Linked DNA regions of Mus musculus: regions 1 and 2 are each linked to region 3. Evidence: chromatin contacts called from public HiChIP or PLAC-seq data. All regions are on one chromosome and are shown on one strand. The core of a region is the stretch at or near the end of the contact, and the rest is flanking DNA. Distances in the headings are between cores, read along the strand shown.

Evidence for each region. HiChIP or PLAC-seq counts read pairs in DNA pulled down with a chosen protein or histone mark.
Region 1: an H3K27ac HiChIP or PLAC-seq map of embryonic stem cells shows a contact between it and region 3, with 6 read pairs. The contact joins two enhancer-like sites. A contact is called at or near these places in 2 of 484 Hi-C or Micro-C datasets (CD4 T cells and embryonic fibroblasts), 9 of 115 datasets of contacts at active chromatin or transcription factors (double positive thymocytes, embryonic stem cells and stem cell-derived neural progenitor cells) and 2 of 9 other capture datasets (adipose tissue and pancreatic islet).
Region 2: a contact with region 3 is called in an H3K27ac HiChIP or PLAC-seq map of embryonic stem cells, with 13 read pairs. The contact joins the promoter of Nodal here to the enhancer-like site in region 3. A contact is called at or near these places in 5 of 39 promoter capture datasets (embryonic stem cells, frontonasal cranial neural crest, hippocampal neurons and 1 more), 3 of 484 Hi-C or Micro-C datasets (embryonic stem cells and liver), 3 of 115 datasets of contacts at active chromatin or transcription factors (all in embryonic stem cells) and 4 of 9 other capture datasets (adipose tissue, embryonic stem cells, liver and 1 more).

Annotation. Positions count from the first base shown.
Region 1 is chr10:61,240,708-61,244,171 of GRCm38.p6, reverse strand. All of the region lies in intron 4 of Adamts14 (a disintegrin-like and metallopeptidase (reprolysin type) with thrombospondin type 1 motif, 14), which reads left to right. Among named protein-coding and RNA genes, the nearest start is that of Gm29861, 26 kb to the right of the region's middle. Within about 2 kb of position 1,936, at least 20 of the 459 cell types and tissues checked have an H3K27ac peak or open chromatin away from gene starts, as enhancers often do. A contact at or near this core is called in embryonic stem cells, where this site is marked.
Region 2 is chr10:61,416,621-61,419,838 of GRCm38.p6, reverse strand. Nodal (nodal) reads right to left here and starts at 1,867. Exons shown (of 3, transcript NM_013611.5): 1 at 1,344-1,867. The coding sequence starts at 1,539.
Region 3 is chr10:61,314,045-61,317,575 of GRCm38.p6, reverse strand. No RefSeq gene overlaps it. Among named protein-coding and RNA genes, the nearest start is that of Prf1, 18 kb to the right of the region's middle. Within about 2 kb of position 1,720, at least 19 of the 459 cell types and tissues checked have an H3K27ac peak or open chromatin away from gene starts, as enhancers often do. A contact at or near this core is called in embryonic stem cells, where this site is marked.

The sequences.
Region 1 (3,464 bases), core at 687-3,186, 74 kb after region 3:
CCACCACTGCCCAGCTTTGCTGTTCTTCTTGTTCTTTTTTAAAAAAGATTTATTTTATTATTTTATGTATATGAGTACACTGTAACTGTACAGATGGTTGTGAGCCTTCATTGTTGTTGGGAATTGAATTTTTAGGACCTCTGTTCACTCTGGTCAACTCTGCTTGCTCAGTCCCTGCTTGTTCCCGCCCAAAGATTTATTTACTATTATACATAGATACATTGTATCTGGCTTCAGACACACCAGAAGATGGCCTCAGATCTCATTTCTGGTGGTTGCTGGGAATTGAACTTAGAACCTTCGGAAGAGCAGTCAGTGCTCTTTCCCACTGAGCCATCTTGCCAGCCCCTTGTTGTTGTTTTCTTTTGAATTTATTTTCTTTTATATATCTGGGCATTTTGTCTGCATGTATATCTGTGTACCACATATGTGCCTGGTGCCCTGGTAGTTCAGAAGAGGGCATAGGGTCCCCTGGAAATGGAGTTATGAATGGTTTTGAGCCGCCATGTGGGTACTGGGAACCAAAGCTGGGTCCTCTGTAAGAGCAGCAAGTATTCTTGAACCTCTGCACCGTCTCTCCAGCCCCTGTTTGTTTTGAGATCAGATCTTGCTAAACAGCACAGGTTGGCATCTCTTTCCTTTATTTCCCTTACTCTTGTCCCAGGGAACTGAACCTAGAGCTTTACCTAGACCTCTGTCCCCTGGCTCCTTGCTCTTAACTCTTTATGTTGACACAGGATCTTGCTAACTTGCCCAGGCTGGCCTTGAGCTCACCCATGATGACTGCGCCATCAGCTCATCCAACAGTGAGAAGGAAGAGGTCTTTGGATAGATCATAAGGAGGACGCTCCTTTTCAAGGCCAGAGTACCTTTGAAACCTGCTCAGCGAGGTGCGACATGTTTAGAAGGATCTGGCAAACCCCTCTTTTTTTTTTTTTAAAGATTTTATTTATTTATTATATGTAAGTACACTGTAGCTGTCTTCAGATCTCATTATGGGTGGCTGTGAGCCACCATGTGGTTGCTGGGAATTGAACTCAGGACCTCCAGAAGAGCAGTCAGTGCTCTTAACCGCTAAGCCATCTCATCAGCCCCTGGCAAACCCCTCTTACTGGGAGCTGAGAGAGAATGCCACTGGCCTGGCAAGGAAGCTATGGGAAGTTCCTCCTCAGACCTGGTGGTTAGGTATGTGGAGGCCAGCTTCCTGCTGCCCTGCTTTCCCAGGCCCTTCTCCACATCTCCCTATTTTACTGTTAGGCAAAGGAGGCCTGTGGCCCACCCTGGCATTCTTGGTGTTCCCAATTATGATGCTCTGATTTTTGACTCTTGCCCTATGCCTTTAGCCAGGAATCATTATCAGCTTCCCCTAAAACCAATGCTCTGAGATTAGTCTTAGGAGACTGCTCTGTGGGTAGCCTGGGCTTATTTTTTCTTCCCTCTCTTTCCTCCTCCTCCTCCTCCCATTCTTCCTCCTCTTTTTTCACTTGTTTGTTTTTGAGATGGTGTCTTCCTGCGTGTTCTAGACTGACCTTGGGCTTAGTATGTGGCCCAAGCTGTCCTTGAACTCTTGATCCTTCTGCCAGCCCCATCCCGAGTGCTGGGATCACAGCAACAGCCCCTCCATCCAGCTGGCATTTTATCTGTAGGCTGGGCTGCTTGCTCCTTGCTGGCTTGCCCTTTGCATAGGAAACAGGGTGCAGCTGAAGCCATGCTACCCATGGAGCCCTGCTTCTGTAGTAGGAAGCCTCAGAGCACCCACACAGGCTTAAGGGATTGTCACCACACACACCTGCCGAGCAGGCTCTGTCTTCCCTTAACAAAGGATGGTGAGCTAGACTTCCTGCCCCTGGAGGTAGGCAGATGGGCAGGCAGGTAGACAGCCTCACCCTCCCATGGGACTCAGAGCACTTCCTCTTCATTGTGTGGGGCTTTTGTTTGGCTGGGAAGTTGGAAGCACAGACAGCCTTGGGGGGAGACTTCATGGACCCAGGGACACAGGTGTCACTTTACTTTGGCCTTGAAGCTCCGCCCACCTGAGGACTTGTCTCTGCCAGGCTGGCCTGGCGCCATCATGGGGGATATCTGGTTTCCTGACTGGATGCTCTTACTGTGTTAGTGTGTGGAGGCTGGGTGGGGCGAAGAAGACTGGGGCAGATTCAGAGTGAGGCAGTTACCATCAGCCAAGGAGATTCTGACCCCAGAGTGGCCAAGGCTGCAGAGAGCAGGTCTTTCATGCTAAGCCTAGCCTGGTTGTCCAGGTTACTTCTGCATTCACTTGGGTTGTGCTAGAAAGATCTAGAGCTACGGATGATAGGCAAGGGGGTGAGGGGGTCCCCTTCTCATTCTTCTCTCACCTGATGGGAAACTTTGGGTGCTTTTTCTTTTTCTGTGCCTTAGTTTACCCTTTTCCCTGGTCCATTTCCTTAGTGTTTCTTTAAATCTCAGTACCAGGGAACCCTTTGAGGCCCTGAGACATGAGTAGTTATTTTCAGGGTTTAGCATGCACTTGCTGGGGAGCCTGTCAGCAGAGGTAGCCTCTCATTCATTCACAAAGTATCAGTCTGGCTGCACAGACACAAAAGCCTCAGTCCTCTGAGATAGCCAGAGACTCATTGAGGATAACGCTGAAGGGGCTCAGAGGAGGCAAAGACCTGAGAGGCAGGATTGCTGGTCTCATCCAGGCAGCAGTCTGAGCATTTTTGTAGCTGGCTTGTCTCTCTCCCATAACCATAGCCCTGTGAGGCCGCGTCTATTAACCTCCGGGGCTTGGAGGAGCTAAGCAAGCTGTTTGGAATCTATACAGCAACTAAATGGCAGAGCCAGGCTTTAAACTAAGATCTGTCTGCTTCTAACGTTTATGTATCTTACCTACCACAGCTGAACTCGACAGGCAGCTGTCGGGAGGGGAGAAGGGAGACGGGTGCCCTCACCTAACAATGTGCAGACACATGCATGCAGGCACGCACTCTCAAGATTGAGCACATGTGTGGCCTCCCGCATGCCCGTGCACACACCCGGCACTACCTTAATATGGGTTTGCTTTTAACTTTTAACAACAAAACAAAACAAACAAAAATACAGTGGGGTTTGGAAGAGCGATGAAGAAAGGGAGAGGAGCCAAAGAGAAGGAGCAGGCCGCCTTAGGCTGTATTTCTGTAACCACTAAAGGAGGTGGGATTCTGCCAGCATCTCACATCAGGGAGGCCCCAGGGTATCCTGCTATGCAGGAGGCAGCTCCTCACCCAGCGTCAAACTGTCCACGGTGGCAGGTGACACCTCTGCCCTAAGGTATTTGCCCCTGTTGCCACACACAGGTGTGGCTATTTTCTAACCCTTCCCACCCGAGAGGAAGCAGCTCTCACCTCACTAGAAGGCACAGAAGGAGGCACAGCATGGATGCTGCCCTCCCCAGCACAAAAACACACGTGTTCGCAACAGGTGAAGAGGGCACTACTGTCCCCAGA
Region 2 (3,218 bases), core at 618-3,117, 100 kb before region 3:
GAGTGGCCTGGGATGCCCCTCTCCTCTAGACCACATCCAGGTAGAGCATTTTTGCTGAAATGAAGGCCTCCGACACCATTGGTGGAATAGTTAAAACGCTAAAGTTGGTTGGGTTTATTTAAACAAGCCAGGAGACAGTAGTTCCCTGATTTACAAAAGCAAACAAAAATCAAAGTGATGTTGCCGTGGGCTCAGGTGACTGCAAAACCGAATCTGATGGACCTCAAGAGTTTCTCTGCATCCCAGATTGTCCCATCACCATACAAACCTTCCAGAACTTTCTAGAAGGGAAGTGAACTGGAAAGGTATGTTTTCCCGGCTTTACCTCTGTCCGACCCTAGGCGGAGGGGCCTAGCATCCCACTGATTTCCCATTGCCTTGCCCTCCAGGCTGTCCTGTTCCGCGGTCCCCAGATGACCCTTCAAGAGAGGGTCACCGGCAGTCACAGCCCAGACGCTGCAGGCAGGGGACTAGGGACTCCGCCTCCAGGTCGTGAGGGCCGGCGGGCGGCGGGTCAGACCGGATTAGAAGATGTGGATTGCGTCCGGGTCCCGCGGAGGGCCGTCTGGCCCCAGAGGACAGAGGAGCGGGCTGGCCAAGCTGCCCAAGAGGCGAGATGTTGATTGCGCCCAGGAAGGTAGTCCTGAGTCCGAACTCCCTCTCCTGGGCACCCACCTGTCGGCCTACTCTGGTGAGCATCACTCAGGTCGCTGGGTCAAACACACACACACACACACACACACACACACACACACACACACACACACACACACACACACACACGAACACCTCGATCCAAGTAGGTTCCGAGCCTGTTGGTCACCAAGGACACCTGACACCGCCCAACCACGAGAGTTGCCTGAGTTCTGGACTTTCTACACCCGATCTCTAATTTCGGATCTTTGAGCCCTAGTTCCTGGTGTCACTTGCTGCAACCGGGATAAAACCAGTAACGACTTGTTTTATTTTACGCCCGGTTCTGGGCAGAGCGTTTCTGGGGGAGATGGGGCGTTGTCACCTAGTCCCTTCTATAAGTCTATCAAAAAGGTCTTACGATTTCTAAACTACAGATGGGCAAACTGAGACTCGCAGGTGCTCAGTGGCGCAATCCGGCCCACGCCCTACCCTTTTTACCCTCTACCATTAGAGGTAGGACCGACCGGAAAGGCGGTGGCCCCTGGTTCCATTCCGATCGCGCCACTAGCGCTGTGCTGAGCCTGCCCACGGAGAAACAATTAATCCCAGTCTCTGGACGATTCTTGATGCTCAGTCCCCGCTGCAACCATCGCGCGCCTCCCGGCCGTGAGCCCTTAAGTGCTGGCGAGGCCAGGCTTGCAGCCTACCTTGCGCCTGGAGGCTGCGGATGATGTCCGCCCGAGGCAGCGGGTCTCGGTAGAGGCTCAACATGTACGCCAGAGGGGACGGTGACGAGGGCTGCCCCCGTGTCCACAGAGGCAAAGCGGCCGCGGTCGGGGCGCGCGGGTGGAGTAGAGCCCAACAGGCTTGAAGAAGAAGGATGCGGAGGCTGTGGGCACTCATGGTGGGCTGTTTGGACCCGCAAACAACACCAGGGTCCCTTATATCTGAGCCGCCGCCGCCCCGCCCCTTTCCCTCCCTCCCTCCGGAGAGGCCTATAACCTATAGGTTAAGAACTTATAACCACCCTGGAGGGGCAGGGCAGGGGAGCCCCTGCTGAGGGGAGGTGTGATGTGCTGAGAAAGACTACAGAGAAATTGTGGCGGGGGGGGGGGGGGGGAGTTAGGGGTGCATACAGACTCTGAGTCTAAACCGCCCCGCACCTTGCCCCTCTACCTCGGGAAGTCTCCCTGCTGAGACAGCGGGCTAAGGCTTGCTCCGAGTGAAGCTTGATGAGCTAGAGGTGTGTTGGAGCCCTGGCTGGCTTCAACCCCAGAACCACAATAATGGCTTCCTTACTCTGCCTCTTCTGGACCCCTCGCGGTCCTCTCCAGTTCATCCAAAAACAGGTAGGGAGTGCTGGGCTAGGGGCCAGTCCTCTCTTCTGGGTAGCACCAGGCTAGCCTGAGCTACATCCTTCATTGGCAAGGCCCCTAGGTAACTAGGGGTTATTGAGAATTTGAAAGAACAAAGATTAGCCGGGTATGGTGGCGCACACCTTTAATCCCAGCACTCGGGAGGCAGAGACAGGTGAATTTCTTTTTTTTTAAGATTTATTTATTTATTATATGTAAGTACACTGTAGCTGTCTTCAGACACTCCAGAAGAGGGCGCCAGATCTCGTTACGGATGGTTGTGAGCCACCATGTGGTTGCTGGGATTTGAACTCCAGACCTTCGGAAGAGCAGTCGGGTGCTCTTACCCACTGAGCCATCTCACCAGCCCAACAGGTGAATTTCTGAGTTCGAGGTCAGCCTGGTCTACAGAGTGAATTCCAGGACAGCCAGGGCTACACAGAGAAACCCTGTCTCGAAAAACAAAACAAAACAAAACAAAACAAAAGATGAGCTCTAGGGACCTTGTTCTTGGTGACAAATGCCAGCTTCAAATACCAAAGTGCCCTCCTGGGGAGCAAGGGGAATAATTACTGGAAGCTGAAGGCCCAGCTATAGGGAATCTTGATTCTTGGTGGTTTGAGGGTGACAGGTCCTTACCTGCTTGCTATGGGAGTTTTTGAAGGTGGAAAAGAAAAGCTGGAGGTTTGCTGGCTGCATCTCCTGCCTGCGGGGCAGAGCCCTGGGACATCTCAGTCACTCTCCAGACCTGCTGACTTTGTCTGCCCAAGACAGAATTAAATGTCTTTGGTTTTTCTCAAAGTAACTGTCCTCAGTCATATTTCTTGTTTATGAGGAAATTCAATGTAACAAATATGCCATACGCGTAAGGCTTAGGGTAAGGGGTGGTAGGGCAAGGGGTGGTCATTCTTTCACGCTGCATAAATGATTGAGTTCTTAGGAAGGGAGCCATTGAGAAGAGAATTTGCAGGATGGAAAGATCCTAGCCTTTGTGTTTTCAAAAGGGAAGGCGGGATAGAAATTACCTTTAAAGAAATGTAAATTCCTGTCCCAAAGTCCGCCCCCATGTTTTCCTCCTCCATGACTAGTTTTCTCTTAGTTACTCCCCACCCCCACCCTGCCCCCTTCAAGCCTCCAACTAGCACATTAGCAGCTGCCTAACATTTACTGAACACCTACTATGTGCTGGGTACTTTACCCACTTGGGCGCTCTCACAAGTTGCGGGA
Region 3 (3,531 bases), core at 471-2,970:
CCTGACTCCTCCAGATGAGGAACTGGAAAGCCATCTTAACACAGGCTTGTTTATTAACCCTTTCCTCCCCGGATTGCTTTTGATCGGGTGACTTATCACAGCGATAGAAACCCTAAGACAGAGGTGTATGAGGTGTGTGTGCACGTGTGAAGGATACAAGCGTACCTGTCTGTGCAGCTGTTTTCAGGAAGCAGGGTCTCTTGCTGAATCTACAGCTTGATTTGAATTAGGTGGGGTGGCAAGCCAGCCCCCATGATCCTCTCTGCCCTGCCCTTCTGTGCTGGGAGGTTATAGATTCATGTGAGACTATGCCCAACTTTTCTAGGGTTGTTAAAAGATGACTTTTTAAAACTTTTTTATCTTCTCGTGTGTGTTTGTGTGTTGGGGGGGTGCGTGGGTATGTATGTGGGGGCCCATGTGCTACACAGTACATATGTGGTAGTCAGAGGGTAACTTAGAAATTAGTTCTCTCCTTCCATAATGTGAGTCCTAGGCTTGAACTTGGGTCCTCAGGCTTGGCAGCAAGCACCCTAACCCCTGGAGCCAGCCCATAGAAACCCAGAAAGTGTTAAGGTCTCTTCATTTACCTGTCAGCAAAAAACATTCCTCAATACCTTGGTGACGAATTTTGTTTTTGTTGTTGTGTAGCTAGTTAGTAACTTCTCAAAATCCTTTTTTTTTTTTAAGCCCAGGCTAGCCTTCCCTTTCCCTCCCAAATGCTAGGATGACAAGTGTATACCACCTGGCTGGTCAATGTCTTGCCGATGCGTATTCCTATGGGACACAAGCCTAGGGAGAGAGATAGCTTAAATGGAGAATTATCTGCTGCAAGGAGGTTTCATAGAACTCCTATACTGGGGCTGGCGTTTATTATTTTTGTATACTTTTTTTTTCACAGAGAAGTTTCATTCCTTCTATTTATTGGCTTTTTGCTTTCCTTGGGTCAATTTCCCCCAAATTGGAATGGTTCCCAGTGAGTGACGGGACCCATGAAGTCATGAATGAGTGAGATGACCCCTCCCTTCCTCCTGTTCACCAGAGGCTATGGTACCAAGGGTGATCCTTACCTGGGGAGGCCCTCAGTGGCACGCCGCTGACTTCCTGGCAAAGCCTTTGATCCCTCGGCTATGGATAGACAGGGTTATAGTTTTATGATTTTTTTTTTCCCCAGAGAAGGCTTGCTGGCCCAGCAGGAGCAGGGCCCTTACAGGGACATGTCCCCACAACACACAAAGTGGAGTCCCTGAGCGCCAAGTGACTGTTTATTGAGCATCTAGTGTGTGCCTGACACATCCACCCCCTCTGCCCTGCCCCTTCATATCTCAAGGGAGTGGTGAGAGCTTTCTCCTTGACCCAGCGCTTCTCAGCCGTCCGTGGATCTGGCAGGGATAGGTGTCAGTCTAAGCAGAACTCATTCCCCATGGAGGGAGTTCCATCTCCACGCCTTCCCCACCATGATGGCTGATGTCTATTGTTGACCCTGACCACTTTAGAGTCTCCCCGGAGGCCCAGCTCTGGCATTTCCATAACAACATGTCCCTATGTTGTTAACTGAGGAAGGAGGCCCACCCTGCATGTGGGCAGTGATCTCCCATGGACTGGGGGTCTCAGACTGATTCAAAAAGAACCTTTTTCATTTTTTTCCCCCAAGGCAGGGTTTCACGGTGTAGCCCTGGCTGTTCTGGAACTCACTCTCTGCCTCTCAGTGTGGGATTCGCCACATTCTTTTGTCATCAGCACCACCACCACCTGGCTTAAAAGGAGTTGGTTTTAATCAGGTTGGGTGTAGTGGTGGGTGTGCACTTTTAATTATAACGCTCGGGAGGCAGAGTAAGATGATCTCTTAAGTTTGAGGCGGGAAGCCTGGTCTACATAGCAAGACCTTGTCTCAAACAACACCCCCCAAATAAAAACCCAAAACAAAACAAAACCCCAAACCAAACAAACGAACAGAAACAGAGAGAGTTAAAAGCCACACCTACTCAGTGCCATTTACCAAGCATTGGGCAGGGCCTAGCGCTCGCCTGCTGTGCCTTTGAGTGGCCTGCTGTGCCTTTGAGTGGATTCTTTCATTCATGAGACTTTTTAAAAAAATAGCCGTCCATTGGAGGTTGGGTTGGTGCTGCTGTGTATTCAAGTGCTAAATTCTGTACCCCAAGATCTGACTGCCCAAGACAAGCGAATACCCAGCCTTTGCTCCCCAATTTAAAACTATGGGCTAAATAAAACTGGTGATAGGGGGCTGGAGAGATGGTTCAGCGGTTAAGAGCACTGACTGCTCTTCCGAAGGTCCTGAGTTCAAATCCCAGTAACCACGTGGTGGCTCACGACCATCCGTAATGAGATCTGGCGCCCTCCTCTGGTGTGTCTGAAGACAGCTACAGTGTACTTACATGTAATAAATAAATAAATTATATTAAAAAAAAAAACTGGTGATAGATAGCCAGTTACTGGGAAACGAGAAGGAAGCAGGGCTTGGGTGACCTGGCTGGGGGTCACAGGTAGGGACCATGAGGAGAAGGAGGAAGGAGAGGGAGAGAGGAGGAGAGGGAGAGAGGAGGAGCATGGAGGAGGAAAAAAAAGGGAGATGAGGAGGTCTCCATCAGACCTGATGGAGCAGGAGCACATGCCTGCGTGAAACGCTCCCCAGAACTGACTGCTGGAGCAGACATTGCCAGGGACCAGGGAAGACAAGTATTTGGGGAGACAAACAGCAAGTATTTGGGGAGCGCAGTTGGGAAAGTAGCCAGTCTAGCAATAGAGAATATAGATTACATTAGGGTACTTTCCCAGTAGCTGCGCAAGTATATCACAGCCTGAGTCTCATTCATTTGAAGTTAGACAGGGATAGAAATAGTTAAGTAAGTTACAGGGGTCTCTGCAACGCCACGGCCAGCAGACTGTCAGTCTGAGAGAGGCGAGAAGGAAGTCTGGTACATGAGTGGCCAGTGTTGGTTCAGACTTTGAGAGTCCAAGACTGGGTTGTTTATTCCAGGCATATTTAAGCACAGAACAATTTGGCAAAAAAGTTTCCCCAGTGATAATTAACTCAATCTCCTGTGTACAACCAAGCTTAAGACAAGCAACATTGTCCATAAAGATGGGTTCTATAGATTTACTGAGAAACCAGGCTCAAGATAAACAGCGCCCGTGGTAAGGGGCCCAGAGGGTAGTGTTATAGACTGGCAGGGATAAACCAGAGTCTGGGGTGTGGCCTGGCTAGCCAGCACAGAAGTCACCCGGCTATTAACCACATCCATTCCAGCCTTCTGGGCAGACAGCGGGTTATACATCTCTCCCTTTGAAGAGATGACCGTGGCTGTCTAATATTGCTGGCTTCCCTAGTGCTTGCCTGTGAGCAAGGATCTACAAGTATCTACCTGCTTACTGCAAGTTTTTCTGTTCTTTACAGACGGGGTCCAGCCTGGGCTAGGTCTTAATCATACATATAGCTCAGGCTGTCTCTGAATTCATGGCAATCTTCCGAAGACAATGTTCCTGTCTCAGTTAACAGAGGGCTGGAATCATCAG